2 separate regions of the Sus scrofa genome follow, and region 1 is linked to region 2. A link is a contact called in public Hi-C data. All regions are on one chromosome and are shown on one strand. The core of a region is the stretch at or near the end of the contact, and the rest is flanking DNA. Distances in the headings are between cores, read along the strand shown.

The links. A called contact is a pair of places that touch in the nucleus more often than the background predicts.
Region 1: a contact with region 2 is called in a Hi-C map of liver, with 4 times the contacts expected there. A contact is called at or near these places in 2 of 47 Hi-C or Micro-C datasets (embryonic fibroblasts and liver) and 2 of 2 datasets of targeted methods (alveolar macrophages and skeletal muscle).

The regions. Positions count from the first base shown.
Region 1 is chr3:77,294,206-77,299,847 of Sscrofa11.1, forward strand. All of the region lies in intron 1 of SERTAD2 (SERTA domain-containing protein 2), which reads left to right. Among named protein-coding and RNA genes, the nearest start is that of SERTAD2, 100 kb to the left of the region's middle.
Region 2 is chr3:77,147,868-77,152,907 of Sscrofa11.1, forward strand. No RefSeq gene overlaps it. Among named protein-coding and RNA genes, the nearest start is that of SERTAD2, 42 kb to the right of the region's middle.

The DNA.
Region 1 (5,642 bases), core at 2,431-4,930, 150 kb after region 2:
GGATATATGTGCGTGTTGTGGCGGTTGTGTTGTTGTGAACGTGCGAGACTTTTTATTTTTTTAAAGGCTCGGATTGCTGGCGCGAAGGCTGCTTCACTTTTGAGTTCTGTGGCCGGCCGGGTTTGCATCCAACTTGCTTTAGTGTGTTTCTTTGAGTTTCTTTGTATTTTTAGCTTAAAAACTTCCCTCTCCATCCTCTTTTCGCCGGTGCCCAAGTGAATTGACTTTGAATATATATGTATATTAAACTTGATGTCTCATTGGTTTTTAAGTTAGAAATCTACAAGTCATCTTGGTGGTGACCGCCTATGACTGAAAGGGAGGGGGGCTGAGGGGAGCCAGCTGTCCCAAGCCCTGGACTTTGTACCATTAAGACAGGGTGCTGTCAGAGGGCCCTTGCATCGACAAATAATCATAAATTGTTCTTCCCCCCACTTTGGCCATGAGTTTTCTTACTTTTATCACAAGTAATAGTAATAGATTGGGATGCGAGTTCTGTGTTTAGCCTTAAGTGTCACACAAAGAGTAGATATAATTTGTCTTAGAATGACTTTTAGCTTTCAAGCTGGGTAGTTTCAGGGTGTTTCAGGACGTGGAAAGTCAGTTTTTATGGGCACTGAATGGGGAAGGGCAATCTGCAGGGTGAGACATCGTTTCAGAGATACTAGTTTTAATTTGAATCAAGTTGGGTAGCCTCATTCGGTCTTAAGGAAGAGAGTAAATGTTTTCAAGCTTTGTTCATGAAATACGCTTTTTGATTTCCCAATATATGTTAAGAAATGTCCATAATGTGTGTAAAGAGCCTAGAGGTTGTGGTAGCCAATAGGATCCCTGAGGCCTTAAGTGTTCAAAGTAGCCTTTTATAATTAGGGACTAGTCTCTGACAAGAGTGAAGTGGGCTCTTGGCTCCACTCAACCCCTGGAGGACAGTCCACACCTGAGAGCCTCTGGGTTGTTTTGCTGATGGGGGATAGTTGTTCAGCTACCCAGAAGGCATATCTCATCCCAGGAGCCCCTCCCCCTCCTCCCCCTTTTTATAGCAGTCTATTCTGATTTGAGTGTGGTAGGGTGTGCTCTGAGGATGAAAATACCCACCCTAATATCCCAGCTTCTGGCACCAGCAAGAAGAACTTGTTCATGGATCTCGCTTTCCTGTTCATTTTATCAATTTCTTCATGGGGTGGTGGTTGAATGTTAGAAAGTTTTCCTTTAGCTTGATGGATTTACTTAGAGGTATTATGTGTTCATGTAAAGTTGTTTATGTTGTTCATCAAGTTTGGAACCTTTAAAATAATTTTTATTTTTTTCTCTTCCTCCTAATTAAAATGTTGCTCTCAGGTGAGAAATCTTATGAAATGGATTTGATGGCCTTTTCAGCTCTGTTCTTTGAGTGATTACAACAGGTAGAAGACTCACATTTTATAATACCAGCCAAGTATACGAGAAGAGTGTCCTAGGGAACTGTTTAATTGTCGGGCGAGCATCACAGCTTCTTAGGTAACAGCTACTTGGGCCTATTTCCCTTAAAAAACAGAGAGGGATATTCAGATTTAGGAAACCTTTAGACTCTGTTTGCTGAATTGTCCCCTTGAAAACTTTTTTATTTAATTGAGAAGCCAAAATATAAATTTTACCCAGTCTCCATGCACTGAATTATAATGAGCATAGTTAAATAATATATATTTTGATTTTTAAAATTATTTATTTATTATTATTATTTTGGCTGTGCCCACAACATGCAGAAGTTCCCAGACCAGGGATCCAACCTGAGCCACAGCAGTGACAGTGCTGAGTTCTTAATCACTAGGCCACCAGGGAACTCCCAAGCGTGACTTTTTTTTTTGGCTGTGCCCTCAGCATGTAAAGTTTTCAAGCCAGGGATTGAACCCATGCCACTGCAGGAACCCAAGCCCCTGCAGTGACAATGCTGGATCCTTAACCCCTGCTGCACCACAAGAGAACTCCCTATTTTGATATTTAAAAATCCTCAAATTTGTGTAGCAGCTGATAAGTTTTGGCATATGCTATTTTAAACAGTGCTCCAATGGCAGAAAAAAAGTCACAACGCTACTTAGAAAGGTGCACACACACAATACAGATTTTAAAAGTATAAGGGGAGGTTGAGGATAGATACATATATACCTATATACAAATACTTAAAGATTGTTTTTTCTGTCAAAAATTAAATTGACAGAAAAAAGTAAAAAATCAAAAGCATACTACCTTTACATAGCAGTAGTAAATTATACTCAAGAGTTTGCCCTTGATCAAAATATTTTACACTTTAGCTATTAAGAAAGACAAAAGCTATAGCAGAAACTGTTAGAGGCCTCTTTTGCTATGGATTCTTGTTAAAGAACACCAGTATAAAACCATGAAGCTTTAATTTTTATTTTGTTTATATATAAAAAAACATTGTCAGTGTTAACAACATAAGTAAAAATATGTATGGGTAGATACGGTACTTAGAAGTATGAACTTCAGTTCACTTGTAGAATTTTTTTTTTTCACTTGTAGAATTTTTTAAAACTTTCATATTTACTGTAACAGCATATCTTATAGAAGATAGCTGTAGTTGCTGTAGTTTCTTGACAAAGGAGGGGGTGGAGGAAAGAGGGAGATCTCTGATTACTGAGTGCAGAGATCAGGTGTATGCTCCAGGCACCAGAGGGCAAGCTCCAGTTTTAAGTAAAAATGGCCTCAAAACAAGGGTAACACCCACCTTCGTGGGTCTTTGCATAAATCAATGCTGGTCAGCATAACATGAACATCTGAAAATGCCGTGGTCACGGCATATGCACAGATCATATATTTCCTACCGACTGTTATTAATGATTCCTTAAACAATTGACAGAAATCCACAAGCGAGGACTCCTGCTTAAGAAGTGTGTGGATATTTCCTTTAGTTTTAATGTTCTTGAGGGAACCAGCAACCAGCCAAAGTTGGCATGTCTTTTAAAAAAAATTATTGTCTCCCAGTGGCCAGTGCAGTTGGTATTAAAGGCAAACTTCTGCCCTCTGTGCAGATGCTGGGCAACCCTGTGAACAGTGCTGTCCCCCGGAGCGCCCATCACTCATTGTGTGGAGCAGTGTCTTTTTCCATGAGCACTTTGTGGCAGTTCATTCTTTGTATGAATCTGTGAATGGCATATGTCAGGCCAATAAGACGACAGTCCTATTCTGGGTAATAAATAGATGCCTTGTTTTTTTGTTTTGTTTTGTTTTTTTCCTTAAAGATCATGAGACAGACATGCTTGACTGTCTAAAAATTTTCTTTGAAATACAGGTAAAATTTTCAAAAGCAAAACATGGCAATATCTTTGCTCACAGATGATTCCTCTTGGGACAAAACAGATACTTATCATTTAAACAAGCCCCACCTTCAGTGAAAACTCCCTTGTGGAAATTCTGCTCTCTTTGTGGTCCGAGGACTCCTAAAGCTGGAAAGCCTCGTTCGTCTCCTCTCAAGCTCTCCCGTCCCTTCTCTGAACTTAATTGGGAATCCCTGCCAGGATGCACTGAAGCAAACCCCACAATTTGATGTATCTATCTTAGCAAGCCGGGAGCACAGAAGCTGTATTCTGCACCCGCTGCAGCTTTCAGTTCAGAATGGAGTCGGCATCTGCTCTCTCGTCTGGCCTCCTCCTCACACTTGCATGCCGCGTGTCCGGAGCTGGCCTGGCCCCTGGACAGGGGACGTCAGGGCAGAGCCGGGGCTGAGTGGAGTGAGCAATGCGGATGCGTGGGGTGGGGGCCGGGGTAGGGGGGAGGAGAGTGGAGGGCAGATCTGGAGCTGACTGTGCAACTGCTATAGCAGGTCTGACTAGTTTTAGGTGCCCAAAGGCAGCTTTGTTTCTCTAGTAACTCCAGGGAGCAGCAAACCTCAGTTCTTAGAACTAATTCACGTCTGCACTACTATCTTTTTGTCCCTTTGCAGAAACCTGTAGCTTTGCAGAGTTGTTACCTCATTCTAAGCTTTTTTCCCTCTAAAAACCTTCACAGGCAGTTAACCAAAAAGAAGATGCTAGTAAACCAGGCGTTTTTGTGCTTCTAAGGAGTTTCATGTAGAATAGTGAAGGGATAGGGATTCTGGCTCTTCAGCACACACACACTCACACTCACTCTCTCATGTTTATAGTGGTCTGTGTGAACCTGTTGAACCAAAGTAAAAAGTTTTCCTTGATCAGGCCATGGTCAGAAAATTAAATAACAAAGCGTTACTTGCTGCAGATCAACCTTTAGCCCCTTGCTCTGCTCTCCTGGCCGACTGCTTATCATTCCACGCCAGCCTCGGCTTCTGGGCTTCAAGCAGGCCTGCTGGAGTACCCCACCCTGGGGATTAGAAGTGTTGAGTTAAACTCAGAGAATCTGAAAGTCCCAAGGTCATCTCTACACCAGAACAGGTTTGCATAAAATTCTAGCCACACCAATGAGATAACGAGTTGGCAACTGTTTTAATCTGATCCTCCCTTGGTGGTTTATCCCATTTTACAATAATACATGATACAGATTTGCTTTTCAGATTTCTTTCCTTTTTAAAGGAGGGAACTTCCATGTACATGTATACGTCTGTGTTTTCCCTGCTGTCATAGCAAACTGATCTGGCAGAGGAATTTGAGCACCTTAGTCTGTAGCTGATGAAGAAATTTTTGCCACCGCCTCTCTGCGTGTCACCACCATTGCAATCAATAGTCTTTCCTGAACAGTTTTTTAAACAGACTGCTTTTAAAAATATTTGTATAATGTCCAGAAATACAAAATAAAAGAGATTTTACCTGATGATGGTTGTTAGCGATCTAACGGTAGTTGGTGAAAAAAGTCAAAATGTGGATTCTTCTAGTGGCACCTGCTGTCTTGCTTCTGAAGCCCCTAAAGATAGGATGAATGGAATGTTCCAGGGTGGCAGCGGGGTAGAGGAGATGCAGGGTTTCCTTAAAGGTCCCTGAAGATCACTGAAATACGGAAAGGTAGTTTCCTTAAAAAAATAAATATTTATTACAGTCAGTGTGGTACTCTGATTACTTTTTTTTATTTTTTTTATTTATTCATTTATTTATTTGTTGTTGTTGTTGTTGTTGTTGCTATTTCTTGGGCCGCTCCCGCAGCATATGGAGGTTCCCAGGCTAGGGGTCCAATCGGAGCTGTAGCCACCGGCCTACGCCAGAGCCACAGCAATGCGGGATCCGAGCTGCGTCTGCAACCTACACCACAGCTCACGGCAACGCCGGATCCTTAACCCACTGAGCAAGGGCAGGGACCGAACCCGCAACCTCATGGTTCCTAGTCGGATTCGTTAACCACTGCGCCACAACGGGAACTCCTGATTACTTTTATTGTTTTTGACTAAATGGGTAAAGTTCTGTTGACTCATTAATTATCAATACCCAGAGGTCCTTGTGAAGACATACATTTTATCTCAAAATAGCCCCAAAGTAGTTATTTTTTAAAATGAATGGCCACTGAGCTCCTGCCATATAGCACAGGGAACTATATATCTAGTCACTTGTGTTGGAACATGATGGAGGATAATGGGAGAAAAAGAATGAATATATATATTCATTAAAAGTATATATAAAGTCTGTATATAAGGTTTTATATATATGTAAAACTGGGTCACTTTGCCGTATAGCAGAAAGCGACAG
Region 2 (5,040 bases), core at 219-2,718:
GCCAGAACCAAGCAATCACACATTAGAAAAACGTATGTGGGTTTTTCTTTTTTTAAAGTTAGCACATTCTGGAGTTCCCGTCATGGTGCAGTGGTTGACAAACGAATCCAACTAGGAACCATGAGGTTTCGGGTTCGATCCCTGGCCTGGCTCAGTGGGTTGGGGATCCGGCGTTGCTGTGAGCTGTGGTGTAGATCGCAGACATGGCTTGGATCTGGCGTTGCTGTGGCTCTGGCGTAGGCGGGTGGCTATAGCTCCGATTAGACCCCTAGCCTGGGAACCTCCACATGCTGCAGGGGCAGCCCTAAAAAAGCAATAATAATAAAAATTTAAAAAATAAAGTTATCACATTCTAAAAGGAAGGGCTTAGTAATCAGTCCTGGTTGTGACTCCTACTATATCTGTGATATTAACAAACATACACATACACACCACACACACATAAAATATTACAAATCTTAAGATGGTCAGAGCTGCCTGGCTGTAAAGTTTAAATCAGGTCAAAATAGTTTGAAGCAAGTGACTAGGCTGTTCAAGATCTATTTGAAGGAGATGCATCTAAAAGAAATATTTGCAGTGTGGATATGCAAATGGACAAAATAATAAATCACACCACACAGCAGCAATTTAGTTTCCCAATTTATAATAGCTAACCTAAACACCTCTTACTAGTACACTGCTAACACAGTACCTTACATGAAAGAACAGAGGAAATGATTTCATTAACTGATGCTTCAATGGCTAGCTAAGTATTTGTATACCCCACAAGCATGTATCCAAAATTTACAGAAACAAAGCAGCCGTAGCAACCAAAATATTGATTAGATCATAAAACTCAACATTATTAACTCAAATATCTTCATGCTTTGTATAAAACTAATTGCTAGGCCAGGGAATGCAATTTCTGACACAATTACTGGGAATGGGGCTTTAATGACTTTATCTTAATATTCTGCATAAGTAAATAGTAGCTCCCTGATTCACAGCACAGAGGAAATCAAATATATTTCTCACCAGGAGCCCAGGTGATTCTTTACCTGAAGTCAGACCCATGAACATTCCAAATTTGAAATTTGTGTTCCTGAAGCAGTACACATTCTCAGGCCAACCTCGGTATCTGATGGGACATTATCCACCGGAAAGTCGTGTAAAGGAAAACAAACATAAGTGTAAGTCATCAACAGTGAACTATATCTCTATTACCAGATGCCCCATGTAGTCATCGCTGTTTTGTTTTGTTTTGTGTTTTGTTTTGATGGCATCGTGCAGCAGCTTGATGTGGAATCACAGTTTTCAGGTCAGAGATTGAACCCCAGGATATAGCACTGGCAGTGCCAAATCCTAACCACAAAACCATCAGGGAACTCGTGTCATTTGCTGCTTTGACACTGCAAACACTCCAGTCAGCTTCAGGGCTATTTAGGGAAGTGTCACTTAAGGGACACTTAGTGCTCATATTGTGTGTTTCCTGTCAGGAGCCTGGCAACCCTTTCCCCACATATCTTAGGACATAGCCAGGCGTGGCTTTGTTCATTGCTATAGGACAGGAAAGACAAGAGGAGTCAAGACTTAGAAGCAAATTTTCCTCCTGCAGTGGAGAGAAGCCAGGGAGACACAGCCAGCCAAAGGATCAGTGAGGGAGAACTTAGCACCTGGAGGGTATAGTGCCAGCAAGATGTTTGAAAGGGGCAGCTCCATGCACAACAGTGGAGGTGTCACAACAGACAGGCAAAGTATGACAATTGATAATCCCGGAGATGATGATATTCAGAAATCTAGGGAAGTAGGTCAGCAGGGGCCAGCACCTGGGCATAGGCTTTAGGGAGGATTTATGGGTGGATAGAGGCTGAGGTTATCAGAACAAGACAGAAGCCCAGGGTTTTATTCAGGGTATAGTTGGGTATAGCTGCTGTGACAAAGAGCTCTAACATAACATGGCTTCCATGATACAGAATTTTATTCCCCTCTCATGCAACACTGCAAAACAGGAAGGGCCCCACAGTTCCATGAGGTGGTCTAGGAACCCAGGAATGCATCCTCTACTCACAGCTCCCTTTGCTGTGTCTGAGGTTGTTGCTGCAGCTGTTCTCTCCTCTTGCTGCAGCTGGCTGACCAGCACCATGTTGGAGTCTGGCCTGCAGGAGGGATGAAAGAGAACAGGGAGGGCTTGAAATGCAAGAGGCAGAAGTTGCACGCATCACTTCTACCCATTAGGTCAACCTCATCATATGGCTATCAGTCCCAGTTGTCAGAGAAACTGGGAAATGTAGCCTCCATCTAATACGAATGTGTGTCCAGCTAGAAGTTAGGTGGGAGGGTTAGTTTCCTACAGCTATGTAACAAATGTGTCGACTTCAAACAAGAGAAATTTATCCTCTTGCTGTTCTGGGGGCCAGAAGTCTGAAATCAGAATCACTGGCCAAAATCAAGGTGTTGTTGAGACTGCACTCCCTGCAGAAGCTTTAGAGGAGAATCCCTTCACTGCCTCTTTCAGTTCCTGATGGCTGCCGGCATTCCATGGTTTGTGGCCGTGTCAGTCCATCCTTGCCTCCATGGTCACAGCCCCTTCTCTTCTGCCTGGGTGAAACCATTCCCTATCTCAGAAACATATGCATGATTGCATTTTTAGGGCCCATCCAGGTAATCAAGATCCTTAATTACATCTGCGAGATCGTTTTTTCAAATAAGATAACATTTAGAGGTTCCAGGGATGAGGACCTGGTATACGGAGGTGGGCAGATTACTTAGCCTACTACAGGGGTACTCAGTTACCCAGAGGAAGAAGGAGAAAATGGGCTCTGTAACACCCAGCAGTCTGAATCAGGAAATTCTGCTCCATGCAGCAATGGTGCATTGGTACCAATGCTAAGTACCAAAGAGTTTGTCCCCAGTTCTTCACATTTTCCCAGGTGCGTTCTAGATTGGTGCAGGGCCTGAACCATGCTAGGCCCTGGCTGGGGCCAGTTCAGGAAGGTGGCCTTGGATATGGGGAATGGAGGGCCACTGAACAAAGGAAGCTGGCAGGCAAGCAGCGTGTGCCTTGAAAACAGTATCATGCACAGTGAGAAGCTTCCGTGTTACCCAAGGACACACAGGAGGTTCTTGGGCAAGTAAATAAGTACTGAGACCTTGGCAAAGCAGATCATAGCCCTTTAAGACAGAAGGGTGCCTTTCACCTCCACCTTCCTTACCTTCCTCACACGCAGCCCCCCTGCCCCATAAAATATCCACATGGTTCAGATGCTTGAATGAAATGGCAAAGTCCCCTTTTACCCACTTACCCATTCGACTCCCCAGAATTAACCACTGTTAACAGTTTGATCCTTCCTGGAGTTCCCGTCGTGGCGCAGTGGTTAATGAATCCGACTAGGAACAATGAGGTTGCGGGTTCCATCCCTGGCCTCGCTCAGTGGGTTAATGATCCCACGTTGCCGTGAGATGTGGTGTAGGTCACAGATGTGGCTCGGATCCCACATTGCTTTTGCTCTGGCATAGGCTGGCAGCTACAGCTCTGATTAGACCCCTAGCCTTGGAACTTCTATGTGCCACGGGCGCAGCCCAAGAAATGGCAAAAAGACAAAAACAAAACAAAACAAAACAACAAAAAAAAACCCAAAAAACAGTTTGATCCTTGACTGGCATCATATGTTTATAAACACACCCAGAGGGAAATATAGCTGTTCTTTTTACATAGATGGGATTGTGCCTTACATGTGTTTTATTTATTCACTTAATAATCTATCATAGACATCATTGCTTGGCAATAACAACAATAAATTTAGTGCTCATGATATGCCAGGCAAGATGCTGAGCACTTCACATTTTTTTTTCTTTCTTTAAGACTGCACCTGCAGTATATGGAAGTTCATGGCTGAGGGGTCATATCAGAGTTGCAGCTGCCTGTCTATGCCACAGCCAAAACAGAACCGGATCCGAGCTGCATCTGTGACCTATGCCAGAGCTTGCCAGGGATTGAACCCACATCCTCACAGACTCTATGTCAGGTTCTTCAGCTGCTGAGCCACAATGCGAACTCACTTTATATGTTCTTTATTTCACATCATGCTCACAGCTACCTCCTTGGCTAAATACTATTATTTTCCCCTCTTAAAGATGATAGTAACAGGGAGCTCAAGTGTCTTGGCCAAGGTCACATACTCAGTGAGAGGCCAAGCCAGTATTTGAACCCAGATCTCAATCTTTGCTAGCATCCTTTGCTATCATGCTTCTGTGTTGGACGTGCTTGTAAGTCTTGCTTTTCCATCAGGAGGCTCATCAGCTGTTATACAAAATAAGCTTAACTTTTGCATCACCGCCTCTTAGACTTCCTTGGAAACTGAAGTGGTCTCCCTGGTTACTGGCTGTCCCATAGGGCATGTGTCTTCAGCTGCTCCAGTTGACTTGTGCTGGGAAGGAGCCCTCAATTCCATTCTAGTGGTTGCCCCTGCCCTCGTCCTCCTCCGCTAACCTTCTCTCTGGCTCCAAATTTGTACTCTTAAGCCCTAGTGGATCTGCTCCAGTGTCTGTCACCCCTGCTCAGATAAGCTGGCCCTGCTTGGAATCTTCTGCTTAAAAATCTACAGTCATAAATGATTTTTGTTTTTGTCTTTTGTCTTTTTAGGGCTGCACCTGGGGCATATGGAGGTTCCCGGGCTAGGGGTCGAATCAGAGCTGTAGCCGCTGGCCTACACCACAGCCACAGCAATGCAGGATCCGAGCTGCATCTGCAACCTACACCACAGCTCATGGTAATTCCGGATCCTTAACCAACTGAGTAAGGCCAGGGATTGAAACCAAGTCCTCATGGGTATTAGTCGGGTTTGTTAACCACTGAGCCACGATGGGAACTCCATGAATGATGTTTTCTTGACTCCTCTATTTTTTGCTATAGCAAATAGAAAGTCTTGGTAATCGTCAGCAGCCAACATCAACCTTTCCTCCTTGGTCTCCCAGTTAACCTGGAGCAGGCAGCAAGGGCCTAGTGCCAGCAAGACCTCTGCTTGCCTCCTGGGGCATCACCATGGAAACAGATGCCATAGA